Linked DNA regions of Oryctolagus cuniculus: region 2 is linked to region 1. The links are chromatin contacts, called in public Micro-C maps. All regions are on one chromosome and are shown on one strand. The core of a region is the stretch at or near the end of the contact, and the rest is flanking DNA. Distances in the headings are between cores, read along the strand shown.

Evidence for each region. A called contact is a pair of places that touch in the nucleus more often than the background predicts.
Region 2: a Micro-C map of ear pinna shows a contact between it and region 1, with 5 times the contacts expected there. The contact joins the enhancer-like site here to the promoter of SLC36A1 in region 1. A contact is called at or near these places in 4 of 6 Hi-C or Micro-C datasets (ear pinna, psoas muscle, skin fibroblasts and 1 more).

The regions. Positions count from the first base shown.
Region 1 is chr6:38,455,558-38,460,005 of mOryCun1.1, forward strand. SLC36A1 (solute carrier family 36 member 1) reads left to right here and starts at 1,867. Exons shown (of 11, transcript NM_001082183.1): 1 at 1,867-1,973.
Region 2 is chr6:38,643,717-38,648,164 of mOryCun1.1, forward strand. No RefSeq gene overlaps it. Among named protein-coding and RNA genes, the nearest start is that of FAT2, 30 kb to the left of the region's middle. Within about 2 kb of position 2,010, at least 2 of the 8 cell types and tissues checked have an H3K27ac peak or open chromatin away from gene starts, as enhancers often do. A contact at or near this core is called in ear pinna, where this site is marked.

The DNA of each region.
Region 1 (4,448 bases), core at 617-3,116:
GTTTTACCATTAATTCGCATAGTACAACACATTAAGGACAGAGATCCTATATGGGGAGTAAGTGCACAGTGAATCCCGTTGTTGATTTAACAATTGACACTCTTATTTCTGACATCAGGAATCACCCGAGGCTCTTGTCATGAGCTGCCAAGGCTATGGAAACCTCTTGAGTTCACAAACTCCGACCTTATTTAGACAAGGCCATAATCAAAGTGGAAGTTCTCTCCTCCCTTCAGAGAAAGGTACCTCCTTCTTTGATGGCCCGTTCTTTCTGCTGGCATTTTTTTTTTTTTTTTGCCGCAGTGTCATGGCTTTCCATGCCTTTGAGCCAAATCCTTCTGAATGCCTTAAGGGGCATTTAGTTTTAAGATATAAGCTTCCCTTTAAAACAACTTCTGCTGCACCCCATAGGATTTGGTATGCTACATTTCTGTTGTTTGTCTGAAGATATTTTAAAATTTCTCTTTCGATTTCTTCTTTGGCCAAGTGGCTGACCAGGAACACGTTGCCTGATTTTCACATATCTGTGGATTTTCCAAGATTCCTCATGTTATTGATTCCTAGTTTCATGCTGTTGTGGTCTGAAACAATACTAGATACTATTTATTTATTTATTTTTTTGACAGGCAGAGTGGACAGTGAGAGAGAGAGACAGAGAGAAAGGTCTTCCTTTGCCGTTGGTTCACCCTCCAATGGCCGCCGCGGCTGCGCACTGCGACCGGCGCATTGCGCTGATCCGATGGCAGGAGCCAGGTACTTCTCCTGGTCTCCCATGGGGTGCAGGGCCCAAGCACTTGGGCCATCCTCCACTGCACTCCCTGACCTCAGCAGAGAGCTGGCCTGGAAGAGGGGCAACCGGGATAGAATCCGGCGCCCCGACCGGGACTAGAACCTGGTGTACCGGCACCGCAAGGTGGAGGATTAGCCTAGTGAGCCGCAGCGCCGGCCTAGATATTATTTCAATGTTCTTAGATTTCTAAAGACTTTTTTTGTGGCCTAGTGTATAGTCTATCTTGGAGAACGTTCCTTAAGAAAGCTCTGTATATGTCCATTAGACCCATTTGGTCAAAAATGCAATTCAAAGCCAGGATTTCCTTATTAATTTTCTGTCTGGTCTACCCATTGTTGAAAGCGGGGCATTGAATTCCTCTCCTGTTACCATACTGCTGCCTATTTCTCCCTCCGTATTCATTATTATGTACTTATTTAAGTGCTCCAGTGTTTGGCGCATATATTTACAATTATTATGTCCTCTGATAAATTGACCCTTTTGTCATTAAGTAATGAACTTCTTTTCTCTTGTGGCAGGTTTTGACCTGAAGGCTATTTGTTACATATTTTGTAAAGAAAAATCTGCAAACAGGAGGAGGGAAGAGGAGAAACCTAGATAATAATACCTTTCAAACATGCTGAGACGTTGCCATCCATTTTTAAACGTCACTTTAAAAATCTAAATATGTAAAAGATAATGTTACCCGACCACACAGTCCCATTTCCAGTAGCTGCTACAGGTGAGACTTTGTGCATCTAGAAACGTGACTAGGGAATGTTTAAAAAGCTGTTTTATCTCTTGATTAGAAACGCGATACGTGTTCGTTGAGATGTGTTAAAAATTAGCAGTCTTTCACAAGCCCACAACCGGAGAAAGGGTGTTCTTTCCAGAACTCATCCGCGTTCCAAGATCCACGCCTTCCTGCCAGAGCCAGCCCCCCGCCCCCAGGAGCAGGGTCCTTGCTGCAACGGCAGCAGTAGGTCGCCAGGGGGTGCTATAGGGAAGAACTCCTGAGCACCGGGAGCGAAGAGCAGCACTGAACACGTGACTTTGGCCTCCGGCTGGGGTGCCTTAGTCACGTGACAGGGTCCGGAAGCAGCTGCCCGGCTGCTAAGGAGGATGGTGAGGGGTCGGCGCTGAGGCAGGGAGGTGGGCTGCGCCGACGCCGGCCGGAGCCCGGGCTGGAGCCGGAATCCGAGCGGTGAGTTCCTGCGCAGGCCTGCTCTGGCTGGCCGCGGTCACCGCCTTCTGCAGGGCCCACCTCGTCCTCCGCTCGGGGGAAGCAGATGCTGTCGGTCAGTGGGTGGACACGCCTGAGCTGCGGGTCCGCGGAGCGGCTCCCTGGTTGCCGGCTCGGAGCTGCGATTCCAGGCGATGTGGAGATCCCTTGTCCGCCGCGCTGTTTCTCCTGACCCTGTGGGGTTGAGGGTCTCCCGAGCTGTTTGACAGGTTGGGAAACGGAGGTCTCAGAATGGGGAGGCGCCTCCCCATGACCCAGCTTGGGCTTCTCCACGCTCGCAAAAGGACTTGGCGACCCCGGGCCGGTCCCTCCCCGCTGCGGGAGCCCCGTGCCCGGCTTGCTGATTAAGAGACTTTGGGGCACAGAGTGCCGGAGCCCCAGACCCTGAAGGTCATCCGTGCCCCCAGCACAGTTGGGGAAGCCGGGGCTCGAGGGTTCGGGTGAGCCCGGCGGCTCGCAGCCGCACCTCGCTCCCGCCGCTGGTTGGTGCTTTTCCGCACACCGCCTCCTGCAGGGAACTTGTCCGCTGGATGGAGCTCCCTTTCCCGTCCCTTTTCTCTGGCAGCTCTCTGCCTCCTCCACTGGTTGAAGTGGCCCCGGGGTGTGGTTGCCTGTTTGCTCCTGATGTTTCTGCAAACTCATCATTCTGTAGGTCCGTTTTCTAACCGAGCTGCAATTTTGTGCAAATCGTACCGGGATATGGAATGTGAACCGGAGGATGATGCTGGGAGGCTGTGGTGGCTCGGCTGAGATTGAGAAGAGCTTGGCAGTAACTTGCAGAGTGGGAAAGCCTTGGCCTTATTTTGCCTGGAACTTGTTAGATTTGAGCAACACTGGTGGTTTGCGAGGATGCTGAAATAAAATAGCAGCATGGCGTGGTGGAAAGAACTGGGACAGGAGCACTGGGAGACTGGTCCGCATCGGCCACGGTGGGCTCCCATCCTCACCTGCGTTTCGGTTTCTGTCTGTATCATGATGAGGCTGAGGCCTCCGGGGCCCCTCCTGGCCTGTCATTCTCTGTATCTAGGTCTGGTATTTTTTTTTTTTTTCTCCTCAGAAATTATTTCCTTCCTGTGTACTCTAACTAACCTTGTAACAGGACTTAACTAATCCAGTTGTCCAGGAAGCTGTTTCCTCTAAATTTATTCCCAAGTTGCTATGGAAACCCTCTCCCCTCTCCATCTTTGTGTTTTGTCCCAGTGAACTACTGAGAGCCCAAGCTGATTTTCACCGTCTTTATTATTTTGAACGTGATCAGGGCCCTCTTAAAGGTGCCTTTTGTCTGGAGCCTGGTTTGCAGTAGTTAACAAACCTGCACATTTAGAACGTGTTTTCTTGAAAGATGTTCCCAAGAAGTAAGGGAACAAAAAAGGCAGGTGTTTCAGTCTGAGCGTGAGCCTGCGGTGAGAGCCGTAAGCAGTGATGTGCTAAGTCTCACCCTTTGTTTCCAGATCTTTTAGATCATGTCATTTATAGCTGCCTGTTCCTGGCTCTTCATTTTCCCTTGAAATCCTGTGGCTGTGCCTTCAACCCCATTCCCGTGGCAGCTGTGGGTATCCAGAGTGTGCCTCTTCCAATGGTTGTATCAGGAGGCGGATTCCTTTTATTCTGTAGTATTCCAGGGACTACAACTAGGACCAATGGGTGGAAGTACAAGTGAGGGACTTTCTTGTGTGAACTTGGAACTTTGAAAGGAATGGTTGTCTCCCATATTGGAGCACTGAGCACCGAGCTTCCTGCTACTGGAAGTGGCTGTCACTGTGCAGTTATTTGTGGGGCTGTTGTAGATGACAGTACTGTACTGGGTAAACAGCTGGACCAGATACAGTTTAACTTTTCTTCCAATTCAGAGGTTTTGTGAAGTTCTAGGACTGGGCTTGTTAACATGTGGGACATGAAGGAGAGTGGGTAGAGAGGGACACTTGTAAGACTGTAATTTCCCCTGCCTCTGATCTCACATCACCATTCTCATGTTCAGTACTCCATCTTTTTCTTTCTCATGAGTGTCTCAGTTGTTTTTCTTTGCTTTTTGAAAGGCAGAGAGGCAGATCTCCCATCCTCTGGTTCACTCCTTTAATGCACACAACAGCTGGGGCTGGGCCAGCCCAGAGTTAGGAGTGGTGAGTTCACTCTGGATCTGCCATGTGAAAGGCATGCCTCCCCGGGTCTGCATTAGTAGGAGGCTGGAATCAGAAACAAAGCCAAGATTCCTAACCCAGGCCCTCCAATACAGGATATGGGAGTGTCAAGCCAGGTGTTAAATGCTCACCCTCTGTCTCTTTTCTTTAAATGCTTGGCACCTCTTCAAGGATCAGGTGCTGAGCACTCACTGTGGTCAACAATATGTTTTTTCTTTCCACCTGACCTGGAGCGGGATCCTAGAACTGGGCAGAGCGAACCGTCTGGTCTTTCTGCCTTCACTGGCCTGCGACAGCT
Region 2 (4,448 bases), core at 760-3,259, 190 kb after region 1:
TTCAAGTTCTGGCTACTCTGCTTTGGATTCGGCTTCCTGCTAATTTGTGTGCTTGGGCCCCTGCCATGCAGATGGGAGACCTGGATGAAGCTCCTGGCTCCTGGTTTTGGCTTGGCCCAGCCCTGGGTGTTGTGGACATTTGGAGAGTGAACCAATAAGCAGAAGATCTCTCTCTCTCTCTCTCTCTGCCTTTCAAATGAAGTGAAAATTAATTAGTTACTTTTTTAAAAGCTCAGGTCCTGCCCATCTCCCGCAAAAACTTCCCTGGACTGTCCCAAAGTTTGTACTCAGGAAGGCCCCTGCTCCACACTGGGAAGTGGGTGGCTCTCCCCACTCTTCTAAGCAAGTGTTGATGTGGCCTTCAGTCCACCTGCAATGCAAGTCCCCAAAATATACCTCAGCCCTAAAAGTATTTGCAATGCAATATTTGAATTAGAGCAAATAGAACAATGAATATTCATATCATCATTAACTGCTTTTAAGAAATTTTCCATTTCTCCACATTCACTTCCGTTAGGAACACTATAGGTCAGTGCTTTTCAGAAGTGCAGACTATAGGGCTGGCATTGTGGTGCAGTGGGTTGGGCCTATGACTGGCATCCCATACGAGTGCTGTTTCAAATCCTGATTCCCAGCTGCTCCACTTCTTATCCAGCTCCCTGCTAATGCACCTGGGAGAGCAGTAGGTACCTGCCACCCTCATGGAATTCTAGGCTCCTGGCATCGGCCTGGCCCAGCCCAGCTGTTGCAGCCATTTAGGGAATGAAGAAGTGGATGGAGGAGCTTTCTCTCTCTCTGTCTCTCTCCCTCTCTCTGTAACTCTTTCAAATAAATAAATAAATCTTCAGAAAAAGGCAGATTCCAGGGGCCTGCCCTGGACCTATTCCATCTAGAAGTAGACCTGGGAATCTGCCTTCTAAATATCCCTTCCCATCCTCACCCCAAACCCATGAGTCTTAGGCTCAGTGAAGACTGGCAGGTGCCAGTTAGAATCGGTCCCACGCAAGCAGTTTCCCTTTCTTCCTTGTAACTAACCCAGAAGCCTCAGTCTTCGCTGTGCATCAGAATCACCTGGGAAATGTTGAGAAATGCAGATGCCAGGCCCCTCTCCAACCTAACAGACCCGACCAGGGCAAGCTGGCTGGGCTTTGGTCTCAATCACTAACATCTTGCAGGTGGTTTTCTGTGGGAGCAGGCGCTGCGAGAGGACCCCCTTTCCTCCCTCTGTGTGACCCACCCCTGCCCCTGGTGATTGTCAAAGGCAGGGTTCACATGTCCTGCCACCGGCTGTCTCCCAGAACAGTGTCAGCAGGCACCTCCCATGCCCGTGCTCAGTGAAGACACTGAGTGGTCAGGTCTAAGGAGGAGGAGGCCCTGCAGTGTCGCCTGTGCAAACTGAGCTCAGGCATCCACTCAGCACGTGGGCTTGGAGGTAGGATTGCCACATATGGGGAGGAGAGGACAGTACACCAGGTGAAATTTGAAGTTCAGGCACTGCACATACTCAGCACATTATTTTTTGGTAGCAGTATGTCTTAAATATTGCATGGGATATACTTACACTAAAGGAAATTATTTGTTATCTATTTGAAGTTGGAATGTAACTGGGAGGCGTGGGCTTTATCTGGCAGCCCTACTTGGGGGAGTATCTCCCGCTTCTCCCAGTCTCAGTTTCCACATTTGGGAAATGAGAGCGCCCAGACTGGATGAGCTCTGTGGCGCCTTAGACTTGCTGAGACCGGAAGCGGCACCCCACAGCTCTGGGAGCCTTTCTCTGCAGTCCCACCAGGGGGCGCCCTGATCCTCCTCACCGCCTCGCGGGCGGATGACTCAGCAAGGAGGCGGTGTGGTCCCGCGGGCTCTGGGGGCCCGTCTGGAAACCGGGTTGTGAGGCCTAGGAGGGCCCAAGTTTGCTGGTCTCTAGGACAACTTGTTCAGGACAGGAGAGGATATCTCGGAGTCTCTCAAGATGGCCTTATCTCAGCCAGCTCCCCTCCCCTGCCATTTAAAGAGGCGACTGCTGCCCAGAGCAGTCACTTGTCCCAGCTCACACAGCTGTCCTGGAAACCAGACTCCTAACCCTCTGTCCAGTGCCCCTTTGCCTCTGTAGGGTGTCCTTGCTTTCTGTTTCTAGCAGGACATGTTTAATCCTTGCAGTCCTGTAGCCGAAACCAGTGCAGACGCGAGTCTACCCGGTACTGCCTAACAGAACCCAGACGCACGTGCCGGAGAGGGGAAGGAGCCGGGCTCTCACGTTTGCGCTGGGAGTTACAGACCACCGTGGCGGCGATGCGGGGATGATGGTGACAGGGCTGGTGACTTACTGCCTTCTCTATGCTGTACCCAACTAGCAAGGCAGGAACCATCACCCGCAGGATTTTACAGCAGTGAACTCAGAGCGTTGGGTCGTTTGGCTCAACGAAGCTCCCTGCAGTCAGCCGCACTTGCAAGGGAGGAAGCTGCCATTCTCTGGCCCCTTTGAGCCTAGTACCCCTGTTTCCCGCAGGCCTGCCCAACAACTCCTGCTGCACAGATGGTTTCAGGGCTGAGGTCACCTCCCAAAGAGCCACATCCCCGTGTGACAGAGAGGGCTGCCTGCTGCTTCTGCCCAGCAGGTGGTGTTAGGAGAGTTACACTGAATTCAGCTTAACTCTGTTCTCCTTGGAACTTTCTGATCATCGAAGAGAACGTCTTAAACAGCGTTCTACAAGCAGGGGCACATTTGCAAGTACATTACAGTTTTTCACTGCATTTGTATTTCTATCACATTGATCTTCATGGTATATGCTATTGATTTTCCATGTGCGGTACTGATACAATTTCTTCTAAAAGTTACGGTTGTTTAGTTTGGTTTGTTTCTTGAGGAGGATAGGGAAGCACTGGTTTAGGGATTTTCAAGTCTGAGGGCCTTGTTAACGCAGCTGATGGCTTTCGCCCAAGCCAGCAGCCCTGCCCTCCCCTTCCACAGCCCTGGACTGATTCATTTCTTCCTGTCTCTTGGAAGCTGGCTTTTTCTTGAAAACTCCTAGCAGCTCCCTATAGGGAGGTACCTGGATAGGGGGAAGAAAAATCCAGGTTCCTGTCCCACCTTTTCCACGGCCTCATCGTGTGGCCACGTTACCCCACCTCCCTGAACCTCAGAAAGTCTGCGGCAGATCTGTGGTGGTCTCTGGTGCTGGGCATTCCGTGGCTGACCGGTCCCTGGCTGGCCAAGGCCCAAGACTACACACTGCAGTCCGCAGGACCCATGTCCCATGTTCCACCCTCCCCACAGGGGCACTGGTTCCTGTCGTTTTCCACGATAGCTCCCTGCTTTCCTTCCTTCACAGCACAGCACGTTCCTACCTGGAACGGTATTCTGCGCTTCTATACTGTATGCCTCCCGAGAAGGAAGGAGAGCCCCCTTCCTGGGGCACTGCAGGAAGAAGGTGCCTAACACATTCTGACCCCCTGGTAAATGCCGAACAATGAGCGCTCAAGCCAGTGCCGAACCTGATTTAACCTGTGCCTGCCCAGAGATTGTGAGACCAGGGTTAGGCTTGCATCTCAAATGTCCAGGACCAAACTGGCCAAGCTCTTTCCACCCCTCTCCTTTCCATGATGTAGAAAACAACACCAGGACAGTCAGATTTTTTTAGGAGCTTGTATTATTTTAATAATCTCAAAATGCAAGGCCACTGCTAGATGTTGACACCTGCAGACCCAGTGATGTGGCCCCCAGCCAGTGAGAACACTCCCTGGGCCTGTTTCTCCATTGCAAGGTGTCAGAAGAGCAGCCTGAAAATGTCACACTAGCAAGACCAACAGGCTGAGCTTTGAAAGTGCTCTGGGGGCCGGCGCTGTGGTGTGATGGGTTAATGCCCTGGCCTGAAGCGCCAGCATCCCATGTGGGCGCCGGTTCGAGACCCGACTGCTCCACTTCTGGTCCAGCTCTCTGCTGTGGCCTGGGAGGGCAGTAGAAAATGGCCCAAGTCCTTGGGCCCCTGCACCCAAATGGGAGGCCCCGAAGAAGCCTCCTGGCTTCAGATCGGCATGGCTCCAGTCACTGTGATCAATTGGGGAGTGAACCTTTGGATGGAAGACCTCTCTCTGCCTCTCCTCTCTCTGTGTAACTCTTTCAAGTGGATAGATTAAAAAAAAAAAAAAAAGTGCTCCGTGAACTTAGGATGATCTGAGATAGCACCAATAGAACTTTCTATGATGATGAAAACATTCTAGGGGTCAATGTTTTGGCACAGCAGGTAAAGCTTCTGCCTGCAAAGCTGGCACCAAATATGAGTGCCAGTTCAAATCCCGGCTGCTCCTCTTCCCATTCAGCTCCCTGCTAATGTGCCCAGGAAAGCAGCAGCAGATGACCCAAGTGCTTGGGCCCCTGCACCCATGTGGGAGACCCGGATAGAGTTCCAGGCTCCTGGCTTCAGCTTGGCCCAGAGTCAGCATTGCAGCCA